Regions from separate parts of the Rattus norvegicus genome. Here region 2 is linked to region 1. Evidence: chromatin contacts called from public Hi-C data. All regions are on one chromosome and are shown on one strand. The core of a region is the stretch at or near the end of the contact, and the rest is flanking DNA. Distances in the headings are between cores, read along the strand shown. Region 1 holds the start of Khdrbs2 (KH RNA binding domain containing, signal transduction associated 2). Region 2 overlaps Khdrbs2 (KH RNA binding domain containing, signal transduction associated 2).

Region 1 (6,214 bases), core at 2,632-5,131:
GCTCAGTTTTGATATGTTACCATTTGTGATTAAGTACAACTTTGTGTTATCTTCCTATTTATAAAAATCCATATATTTTATCGGTAAACATAAAGGTTAACTGCAGTTGTCAGGACAACTTTCACAGAACTCTGAAGATAGTACCTAGATTAGCACAGAAACTACTTGTATTTGTCAATCTTTGATTCCACCTCACCACCAATTAGCTGATTCATTGACTAATCCGTTAATATTTGTGAAGAACACAGACTAGAAAGCCTTGTCTGAGTCATTTTCACTTGAATTAGTAATACTTCTGAAAGTATTAAATGCCACAATTGAATGGAGAAGAGTGACTCTGCCACCCAGCATGTTCAACTGAAAACAAGCATAGGTTCACATGCATATTTCACATACAAGACCCAAGCCTTCGAAGTAGTTCAATAGACGCATCCTCACAGAAGCAGGGGGATGGGGAGAGGTGTTGGGAGAGGGGGGAAAGGGGATAACATTTGAAATGTATAATCAACATAAAATATCCAAGAAAAATAAAATTTTAAAAAGGATTAAACTGTTGTCGGAAATCATGGTTATTCTTGGTTATCACTGCTCAGAAAACATTTTGAAAGTGTTATAGTCAAACATAGGCACTTCAGTAATTAAAAAAAGAAAAAAAAAAGAATTAAGAGTATGAGTCTCTGTCCACTATACAGCATCATGTAGATTCCTAAAATCATGCTATAGTGAAATAAATGTATTATTATCACATTGGATTATACTAGGAAGGAATGAAAACATGCCAAAAAGTGTTCAGTGGTTGATTTTTTCTTTCTGTTCTAAATGGGAAAACATGACTCTTTTCCGCAGCAGGCTTCTGAGAGTGAATACGAATTCCAGAAGCATTCAGATCTCCTATCCTCACTGTTTTCATTGAGACAAGAAAACTGGGCCCAGGGAAGGAAAGCTTACAGAATTCAGGTTAAATAAACATGGAATTAAATGAGTGTAGCATAGATACAAATAACATCATGTAACTCCAATGCTAAAGCAGAATTGGACCTGGGCCAGAACTTTCGGGACCATGCTGGGTTTGCTCCGTTAGCAGATTCAGAAACGTCTTCCGTAACAAACGGCTAACTACATAAAACTGTAACTACAGTATGGAAGTTATTTTAATCAAATGCATTATGCAAAACCTTTAACCCATATTATTCAAGATCTGCCATGACTAACAGTCAAAATCACAAATTATTTGTTTTTAATTTTTTTAAATATGACCCCTACTGAAAACACAAACCAGAAACAAATGGACTGAAATACAATAAAAACAACCAAAAGAGGTCATTTGCAGCCCACAGCCTTGCACACTAAATGAAGCAGGCACAAGTGAGGAGAGGTTTGTGTCTGTCACTAAGGAGAAGGCAAAGTAAGGCACTGTGAGAGCTCAGTGCTTCTAGAAACTCATCCCAAAGAATGGAATCATCTGGATCATTTTTATTGCCCACCTCAGTCTCAAGACTGTCTGCACAGCACTGCTGACGTGCACTCCAGTGTGCACCTTCCTTCCCTTGGAGTATGTGTGTCAAGTTTATTTATAGACAATGCCTTCGAATGCAACGTTTCCAGGTATGAGAAATAAAATCTCTACGGTGATCCTAGAAACCTTCACAAATAGCCTTTGAGAAGACAATGGAAAAAAATCTATAATGCAACACGTGCATTATGATTCGCTGAGACTCCAAAGCACACTCACCTTTCACTCTAGTGAGCATGTGTAAAGAGGCGGGTAGAGTTACAGAACTGATGTGGGCCCTGGACGTCTTTTTATGGAACTATCTGACTACTCTAGGATTACCGCCGCCACCTCTTTCCTCCTCTTGTTCTCTTTTCTCATTAGGAATTCTCTGAAATTTAGGCACCCTCTTTGTTTCTTAGTGAGATGCTTTTCTAGCCAGGAGCTTTTTTAAAATAACCCATTACAAAAGCAGGCCATGCTTCCCCCTGCTGGGAAAAAATTAAATTACAAGGTGCATTAGAACAATTTTCCTAAGTCTCAAGCAACCTTGTGTTTGGGAAAGAAAGAAACAGCAGGAAAGCAGATACTTAGTGGTCTCTTAACTGTTTCACTGGTCAAGAATATGCACCACACCTCACTCTAGTAAGGCTTTTATCTACATCTTTTAGTTCTGTAAGTTTTAAAAGTACAATTAATACACATTAATAACCGATGGGCCAATTATTGAACCCTCTGTCCCAAAGAGAGCTCCGGTTATCAGGTCAGAGAAGATTATGAATCTGTTTTCATTGCTCATTGAATGGAAACACTTCTGAAGAACGGAGTGAAGCAAACAATCAAAGAATACAGTTTTAATCTGTCCATGTTTATTGAGTCAATATCTTCCGATATGCAGCCGTTGTTCTCCAACGGCAGAGAAGAGCGTCGTTCATGACTTTAGTTTTTCAGTTTCATTTATTATCATTTGATTATTAGGTTGTGGTATGCAGGGTTGCATTTCACTGCCTAACTACAAAGCCAGCTTCTCCCCGTGAAAACAGTGTGAGTATTTAGAATCTTCCACATTTTTCCTGGCAGTCTTTCACGAGATACTTTGTTATTACGGGTTATAATAAATAGCAACCGCTAAAAATGCCAAAGTAAATCTAATGTCTCTGAATCATCTGAGGAGTAAATTTTTTCCTAAGATGCACAACTAAATCTCAAATGTATTTTAATGCTGAGGAGCTGGAAGAGAGAAAGATGTCACTGATTCTTCTAGTGGGTAAGACCTCAAGATCCTAAGCTGCAGGGTAGCCAGTCTGAGGAGGAAGCACTTCATCACTAACGAAACGTTCATCCAAAAATTCAGCAGTCGTGTTAAATTGGAGAGTGCAGGGTACCAGGTACCAGAGATGACTTCACTTGCTACCATTGCTTCACATAGATGGAATAATTGGGGTTAATATTTCTGATGGAGAAGTTTTCATGTGCACCTTTTCTCAAACGACCTCTCAAAGCAATGCAAAAGGCAAGACATAGATGTTCCTCTGGGAAACGAATCTCCGCTACAACACAGGTACACAAAAGAAAACGCACACCTGGTTTAAAAACCAGTTGGTCAATTATGGAGCGTTCCGAGGAACCAATATCTTGCATACTACCCAGCCATCACGTTTCGAATACGTTTATAAGCACTTTAGCCTCTGCTTACCATGCTCACATAAATATACGAACATGCATACTTTACTGTTGATTAATTCTAAGACTTTCCAGGGGGAAATAGCAATTAAAGGGTATTAAAATCACTTCGAAACATAGAAGGAAAAAAATACAATAAATAAATAACGCTGATCTGTGACCAAGATGCTCTCAGAACACTCCACGGATCTCATTTACTCCTGTACTGCTTTTGCTGTCTTCTGCAAAGTGAAAAGGTACCGATGAGCCACCTGACACTTGCTGGTTTCCCTGTCCAGGACCCTAACAGGTCGCACCACCCTGCCATTAGACCTCAGGGCTAATTGAGCCTCGGAAGAGCCTGGCCAGCAGCGCTGCGCTCCAGCATTCGGAAGCAGCTCTCAGAGACAGTTTCTACCCAGCGGAGCGCTCGCCCTCCCCAACTTCGCCCTGTCGGGGCTGGCGGTCGCCGGGGCCGGTCCTACCTTCCGCCAGAAGGCGCGACGCGTGCACAAAAGATGGATCAAGGCTATCCTTCTCTGCCATCAGCTCAGGCAAGTATTTCTCTTCTCCCATAGCGCGGACTTCGGACCGTGGCCGGCCAGGCGCAAATCCCGCCTGCTCGGACGCCTCGGTCCCTGGTTCCCCCAGGAACCGTCCTTCCTGCGGTGAGCGCAGCTCTAGCGCCTCGGGCTGCGCAGACCGCGCTGGTACCTGCCTCTCCCGCGCCCCAGCCTGGCTCCGGCCGCGGCCTCAGCTGGAGAGGATGCCCGCGCGGCCCGCCCCCGCCAGCCTCCTATTGGAAGCGGGGTCCGGGGGCGGGGCGCCCGCGGAGGCGGTGGACTATCATTGGCCGGGGCCTCACGTCGAGTCGCCTGAGTGGCAGGAGGCTGCTGCGGAGGGGAGGGGTGTACGAAGTGCAGGAGCACTCTCCAGGCCGCCTTTGCGGTCCCGGTTCTCAGGCCTGGCCAGTGCTGTGGAGTAGGGGCTGACTGTTAGGCAGGCAGGATGGTGAGAGAGGGAGAAATTGCGCTCCAGGAACACAGAAGTGAGCACTTCACCAGGGTCCCCACAGCACAGGTGTCTCTCCCCTGGCGGATCGCAGGCTCATGGGCAGGGTTGGAAATCCGAGGCAAAATGTGGGCTGTGTTTCCCATGACCTACATCATGAGGCAGAAGGATGTCCACTGATGTACAAATGAAGAAGTGCCTGGATTCTATACTAGAGCAAAACGCTTCCAGTGTACATCACCGTAATACAGAATTAGTTCTAGGGATCCACCCATCCCTGTGGTGGAAAATTTGCTCACTGTGTAAACTTAGCGGGGAGGATTGTGAATGAAAGAAGCTAGATGGTGTCTAACTTCTGTCACTCTGATGTTCTCATATTTTAAACCTGATTGAGTCTCTTTCCCTGCCTTGGGAATGTTGCTAAAATATTTTATATCTCCCCTACCTTTATTCAAATGAGCATTTTGCCCCCAAGGATCACCAAGAAAGGAGGAAAAAATGTTTCCTCCCCTTACAGATGGGACCCCTGAATTGTACCTTAAATACTTCAAATGAAAGGAGTCTTTTCTCACTTTGAGGTTGTCTTTCCCCTAACATTCCCTTGTCAATTCTTCTACCTGTTCAACTGGGTAACTTTCCGGGTATATAAAACCTACTGGACGTTTCCTAACTTCTCTTATTCTATCCACAGTGTTCCTGTAATGGTTTATTTTAGATGAACTTGGGATATTATGTTGACTTTGTGTGACATTTTGAAAAGTTATCATGTTTCATATCCAGTAGATAACTCACTCCAGCTCCCAAAAACACTGAGCAACAAGGGCCCAGAGATAACCAGATTTTGCTTCTGTAGTTGATGTAACATACCTCATAGCTGTGCCTAAGCTGAGGAGAAAATTCAAATCTAACCAGGAGGAAGCTTCAGGAGGCAGGGTTTACCCTACCCTCCCATATGCTAGATACTTATATACTGTGCATCAATCCAATTAGTGGTTATACATACTGAAAGGGGTCTAGAGACCGGACAATGCGATAGACACATTGTGTTGTGTTTTCTCTCACAGTGGGGACCTGTTCTAATGAGTGATGACAAAGGGAACCGTAAACACATGGCAAATGTCAGAAATAATACTAGATTTAGACCGAATCCTAATCTTTAGGATAGTTTGTGAATTTAGTGCATGATGGCCATCATAAAATAAAAGTGAGCTATAGTGACCCTTAGAAACCAATTTTGTTCTAATTCACTTCCAGAGTATGAGCAATCAAAGGCAAAACCCAAATGCCCTGGTCAGGTGCCCTCCCCCACATTCATACCCATGTGCTCCCAGTAGGTGACTCCATATCACTGTGTTGTCCCCTGACTCATATAGTTTGTGGCCACTAAAACTGTGCATTAAATATTTTAAGAGCAACCTTAGGGTGGAGAACATCTTATAAATACAAATGCAAATAAATTGATAACCTATAAATAAATTATGATTGAATAGAGTATTCGTGGTTATACATAAATAAATTATAACTGTAACCGTCCCTCTTCTGATGCTAGGAAGACTCAAATCATACCTTAATTGATTTTCAACCTGAGTTCTAGTCCTGAAAGACAATTTAAAATTCAATTTTGCTTATTGTTCTATTATTTCAAAGGTGCTTTATTATGAAAAATGCTCCAGAGGATGCATGAGGCACACATTCTATAGAATATGCTCTGTGATGAATATGGAAACTGCATTTTTAATCCCTTCACACATCCTATGACCATCCAAGAAATTTAATCAGCTTATCTTGCTACATTAGTAGAAACTACACATTATACATTATTAAATAAGGTACAGCATTTGTAGTTCATTGATTGTTTTAGTCAACCTTTTGGATAACACACTGCCACAGAATGTATTCACAATGGCAATCTGGACAGACTGATCAGTCATCAAGAGTCTTTGTTCCCCTGTTGGGAAGACTGGACTCCTTGCACCCTCTTAGCAGGCTTAGTTTGTCAAAAACCCCTCTGATGCCATCTGTACAGTGGGCAGACCCAAGAGGATCGCT
Region 2 (6,214 bases), core at 1,440-3,939, 290 kb before region 1:
TAGGGAGAGAGAGGGCAGTCTTGTCAAGTCCCTGATTTTTTAGTGGGATTGCTTCAAGTTTCTCTCCATTTAGTTTGATGTTGGCTACTGGTTTGCTGCATATTGCTTTTCCTGTGTTTAAGTGTGAGCCTTGAATTCTTGATCTTTCCAAGACTTTTAACATGAAGGGCTGTTGCATTTTGTCAAATGCTTTCTCAGCATCTAATGAGATGATCATGTGGTTTTTAGAAATATTAGAAAACCACACATTATCTTAGTTCCCTTCCTTAAATTTTCTCCCTCTTGATTCCTACTCCTGTGTGTGTGTGTGTGTGTGTGTGTGTGAGAGAGAGAGAGAGAGAGAGAGAGAGACAGAGAGAGAGAGAGACAGAGACAGAGACAGAGACAGAGAGAGACAGAGACAGTCTTGAGCATGAGTCCTTGCCTTACACCTTGCTTGAGGCACAGGCTGCCAGCTAGCTGCTCTCACGTGTTTCAGGGATTCTCTTGAGTGTGCCTCCTTTCTTTCCATGAAGCCCTGGGATTGGAGATGTTTGCACTATGTCCTTAGCTTTATGTCTTTACCTGGAGATCCAATCTCAGGGTCACATGCCTGAGCAATGAATGCTTTACCATTGAGTTATCACCCCACACCCATCTGCTTTTGTTCAAAGCATAGTTTCTGATCAGCTTCTAACATAAACGTGATTTTATAATAAAAAATTCTATAGAATACAGGAGGTTTTTTTCTATCTTCAGTGACAGAAAAATTGTTGTGATATCACTGATCTTCTTATGTGGGTGTTTTACAACTCTTTGCTGCTTCTGTATACCTCTCTTTCTTCAGGGCTTTGCTGAACCATATGAAGAGTTTCCAGAGGAGAGATTCTGACCAGTAGACTTCAAACCTCCTATAAACACATGCTTCCTGGGCCAGCATTGCCATTCAAAGAGCTGGCAGATCTCTGCACGTGAATACTGTGTCGGGACACCAGGTGGAGTGCTAGAGCATTCCTCGGGTTTCTACAGCAGAACAAGAGTGATACCCAGCTCCCACAAATAGAATATTTCAGGAAGCCAAATAGCTACACTTCTGATTCTCCGCACACATAGAGCACAGGATTTGTGAAAACGGCTTCATTTTCTCCCTGCTCCACTACACATATGCATCTGCTGGCTTCCTGGACTGGTGTCATCTTCAGTTTTCTTTTGCCATGTTAACTACATCTAATCCTAACCCTACATCCCAGGCCATGTCTCAACGAGGCTCTCCAAATCTTCTCCACTGGCCCTCTTTTCTCCTTTTTTTTTAAAAAAAGAAGTTATTGTATTTAGAATTTTTCATAGGTGTTGAAATCAAAACTCAAAGACGCAAAATAATCAAAAGAATAGATACCCATCTGAGAAGGGTATAGACAAAATTGACATTGGTGAGTAAATGGAGAGAATCTTTGAGAAATATGCTTTGAGGACATTAGGGCCTATTTTTTAAGACACGCACATAGCTGAAAATCCAATGGGGGTAATCTCTAGCTCTGACTTTCAATCCTAAAAATGTGAATTCTAAATTTTTGTTGCTTTCGTTCTCTTTTCTATTCTTCCAAAACTATTGAAAAAATCATATTTTTCTCACAAAAACTAGTTCATCTTTTCTGAAAGCTGCAGGTAGATTTATTTTTTATTTATTTCCTTCTTTCCTTTTATTTTATTTTTTTAATCACAGAAAGTTACAAAGACTGCCTCTGTTCCCACTCCCCTGCCCCATTTCCCACTGGAAAATGGGCTTTGTCCAATGGGCTGTCTCGCTCGCTTGTTCTCTCAGATTCCCCACGCCTGCCTTGAAGATGCTTTCCCTGGCTCTTCCTTTACCACTCCCTGTTCATGGTAATTCTCTTCCCTCTGCTTCTCAAAGGTTTGCCCATTATCCTCACCTTAGAGACATTGTCAAACACCCATAGCTGTGAATGGCAATTCCTCTTACTGGAACATGGGCATTGCTAATTAGACATGCATTTTCTGCTCTTCTCTGTTCTTATCACTTTAATATTAACAGAGTATGCATATATGCTTTGACACATATATATTTATAATATTTCTAAAAATATAATATGTAGGCCAGTGCCCTTGTTGCTACCAAGTAGTTTACAAAGAACTGGCAAGACATATTTAAGATATGTTTTCTGTCTTTGGAATATGTAAAATCTTACAATTGGGAAAAAATAAGGTACGATGACTTCTAATAATTGAAGTAAGTAGAGAGCCCTGCACAGCAAACCCACAGACGATGGTGATTTTTGGATCAGCTTCGCCCCTCCCAGAATGGTACAATTTTCTGAAAGTCTTTCCAAACTCTGTAGGTGGCATATTTCTAGCACTGGTTTTCTGGAGGTGTCCAGCCAGTTATCTGCAGTTGGAGGAGGAATTCATGAAGGGAAAAGGAAGATGTGTTGAATATTGACTGAGTCACCATCTGGCTGAAGATGAAGTGCAGGATGTGTGTGTGTGTGTGTGTGTGTGTGTGTGTGTGTGTGTGTGTGTGTGAGTGTGTGTGCAGGTGCCTGTTCTCTGTGAGCATCACTAGGAAGGATTCTGCTGTGCTCTTTACTGAGAGAAGGACCAGTGTTACGAGGGAAAATAGCAGAGCCTCTGGAGACTGAAAACAACCAACGTTAAGCTTGTTTTCTTCTCACTAAAATAGTAACTCATTGGTGGCATCTGCGTCAGCCCGCGTGACTTAATATACTGTGATTGGAGCCGGCTGTACCTTCAAAAGTTTTACTTCACTTCTTCCAATGGGTTAGCCTCTGGGAGATCCGATTATGTTACTATTCTCTTCTCTATGAGTTTTTGCTAAAATCCAATTTTCAATTTTCCTAATTTACCTCAGCTGTGATGATGGATCTGTAAATAGTGGGTGTATTCTACTCCGAAGAAGTTTAACAAAGAGAAGCTTAAAAATATTTAAAGTCAAGATATGTAAGAAACTCCAAACACACACACACACACACACACACACACACACACACACACACACACACACACACAGAGGCATGCACACCCTAATGATGATCTTAAAACAGCAGTCTCAATTACTGTAAGTGCTTTCTTGTCAGACCAGCTGCTTGGAGTGGATTTGATTACCTACATGCATTCTGTGTGGCTGGAAACTTAAGGCTGAGGCTCAGCAGGGGAAGGTGTGTGTAAGGAGGGAATTGGCTCACACTGTGATTTATAATAGAGGGAACCATTTTTTTTTCAGAGAAATTTTATCTGAGAGTTAAGAACTCCTTTGAGAGTTTCACCATCACCTCAGCATGGTGCTATTATTTTGTTGAGACACTTAAACTTTTTTTTTCTTACCTCTTAAAGGGGAATCAATAGTTTCAAACTACTGCCCAGAGCAGCATCCCTGCATATAATCCCATCCCGTTTGGCGCTACACAGATTGCCAGTAGAGGCTTAGCAGAGTTACTTGAAACTTGTATGCACCCGCTCAATTAGTTTTAGCAGCAACAATAAAAACATTAAAATATAGTCAGTGATAGGCTTTCACATAATTTAAGAGATTAAAAAAGAAAACCTGTGTATGCCCAGACTTTCCTGTTACCCATGCTGTGCTATTATAGAAATAGTGGATGTTTGCCAAGCTGATACTTCTCCCCTCTAAAATCTAGTGTTTCTCCATAGAAAACAAAGATGAGTTGGGACAAAGATTCACGCCAGTGTCCTAGCTCCTTGGTCCAAGTATTCCTAAGGTCTGATGTCACATGGTAATTTAGATTCGTGAACTTTCCCACAATGACAATTTTATACTTTAATAACATAAGTTCAAATGATTATTGGCTATTTAAAGTCAATGGTGCCTGGATAATTCACAAAAATGTAAACATCTACAGATTATGAAAGTCCATAGTTGAAAGGTATTAAGAAAGACGGAATGTTACTTTATGTGGCGGTTCACTTTTACTCAATACCTACAGTCCTATAATTATTCAATACATACAGCACTTGCAATGTCTACAAGTGTTTAGGAATATTCATTGTCAGAGTGCACATCATATCTCTACAGCAAAGCCATAACTCCTGCTGAACACCTTCAGTCAGCAGGACCTGAAATGAACGCTGATCTTTCTTCTTCCACCCTGGTTCTCTGCCCTGCCCACCCTGGTTCTCTGCCCCTCCAACCCTGGATCTCTGCCCCTCCCACCCTGGATCTCTGCCCCTCCTACCCTCATTCTAATTGTAACTGTTACATTCATGATACCAGCTGTATCTGCTTGTAAAAGACAGTCCAGGCGATCTTGTTAAATGGTGACATAGAAGGAAGGGGCAGAGTCCTTGGAAACTCACCTGAATATCCAGTCCCCTGTAGCCAATTATATGCAATTCTGCCGTAATTGCATGGGGCCATGGGGTACTGGTTTGATTACACAGCCTAAAGAGAACTTGAGGAAGAGGATTCTACTTAGGCAGTTACAAGGAAATCACGTTCGATGCTGGATGAACACTTTCCAGTGTGGCTGCTTTTGGGTTACTCATGCTATTGACAAAAAACCATCATCATGGAAGCTATAAGCAAGCCCAATATACTAATGTGTGCCACAGGAGGAACTCTCGTGCAAAAGAACTTTAGTTGCCACTGGGACTTTTTAAGGAGGAGGAGTGGACACTGTCGAGTTCTGCCCCCACTTCCAGGAGAAAATACTGTAGACAGAAGGGAATGGGAGGACAGTACTTAGAGATACTGCATTTCCTGTTTACTCTCTACATTTCAGTTCAGGATGCCAATCACATATCTTCAAAATAGTGAATGAAAAAGGAAGTCATGGTAGTGGGAGGCTAGCGGCATGATTCACATTTTTATCAGCTTTCCCCCTCACGTTTATTAGTGAATTCTCTAATCGTATGATGATTCATATCCTGTTTATAATAATTTGTAATTATTTCCAATTTGAAAGCTAATCGAACTTTTTAAAGACAGGCACATTTCAGTAGAGTTTGACTCCTCACACACAAGATGCTGTTGTCACATGCCCGACATCAATGAGGTCCATGAATGAAAGCTTTTCTCAGAGCGTTCACATGTAGATCCCTGGCCTACCTTCTGCTGGAAATCACACTAGTGTTCTGTAATTAAAATTACATTCTGGCATTTACCTTCAGAATTGGTAAATTTAACCCTTTCTAGCTGCTGCTTTCTTCCGGGTACTTACATACTCTTCATAAGCCTCAGGAGCTGGAGGTGGGGGCGCTCTGTATCCTGGGACCGCTGCTGTTCCCCGGGCTCGAGGTGTTGGGACACCTCTTGCTACTGGGGGTACTGGGAGAGCTCCGCGGGTCACAGTGGTTCCCCGAGGGGTAAGAACACCTCGTCCAGGTGGTGGTGGTGGTGGAACAGCACCCCCACGGCCCCTAGAAGAAATAGGTGAGATACAGATGGGGTGACATGTGGACAAGAAATGACTTTCTCGGATCACTGCCTTCACACAGATCAGTCTCTACTCCTGATGGATATAGAATTTGTAAAGTGGCTTGAGTCATATTAAAATACATGTCTCTAAATATTGCGTCTTAGTTCCAGTAAAATCCATGCAATCAATGTGTTTCATGCAATGCATTTTGATGTTTTCTAATATAATAGTTGAAAAGAAAAAAAATGGAAACAGAAAATGAAAGTCTATCTTGTTTGCATTCCAAACTTAGAAAGACAAACCAGCGTATTGTCTGAAATGTGCCATGTTGGCACTTTTGTGTATGTGTGTGTGTGTGTGTGTGTGTGTGTGTGTGTGTGCGCGCGCGCTCGCGTGCCCGTGTGTGTGTCTTTGTGTGTGTCTCTGTGTGTGTCTCTGTGTGTGTGTCTCTCTGTATCTGTCTGTTTCTTTCTCTCTCTCTCTCTCTCTCTCTCTCTCTGTGTGCATGTGCGTATGTGTGTGTGTGTGTGTGTGTGTGTGTGTGTGTGTGTGTGTGTAGATTGATTGCTTCCATGCTTGGGTTTATTGACAGTCATCTTTAGTGTGGTAATATTTCCAGGAAAACATCTTAATACAATGCGATATTCTGACCAGAATGATGACATTGTGTAGTTACAGTAGGTAAAGCTTCACAGTCCTGATTTATCAGCATGCTGCATGCCTCCACTGGGTGAGCCTGAGCCGTCACTGACATATTTTTACATGATAACTCGAGGGTTGTGGAATTAGCGCTCAACAATGAGAAGGCTGATTGAATGTTCCGT

What was found. Hi-C and Micro-C count contacts between places; a contact is called where the count stands out from the background.
Region 2: a contact with region 1 is called in a Hi-C map of Schwann cells, with 8 times the contacts expected there. The contact joins the enhancer-like site here to the promoter of Khdrbs2 in region 1. A contact is called at or near these places in 2 of 12 Hi-C or Micro-C datasets (Schwann cells and frontal cortex) and 1 of 1 datasets of contacts at active chromatin or transcription factors (oligodendrocytes).

The regions. Positions count from the first base shown.
Region 1 is chr9:41,940,737-41,946,950 of GRCr8, reverse strand. Khdrbs2 (KH RNA binding domain containing, signal transduction associated 2) reads right to left here and starts at 3,881. Exons shown (of 9, transcript NM_133318.2): 1 at 3,640-3,881. The coding sequence starts at 3,730.
Region 2 is chr9:42,230,511-42,236,724 of GRCr8, reverse strand. Khdrbs2 (KH RNA binding domain containing, signal transduction associated 2) reads right to left here. Exons shown (of 9, transcript NM_133318.2): 6 at 5,193-5,391. Among named protein-coding and RNA genes, the nearest start is that of Khdrbs2, 290 kb to the right of the region's middle. Within about 2 kb of position 2,689, at least 3 of the 93 cell types and tissues checked have an H3K27ac peak or open chromatin away from gene starts, as enhancers often do.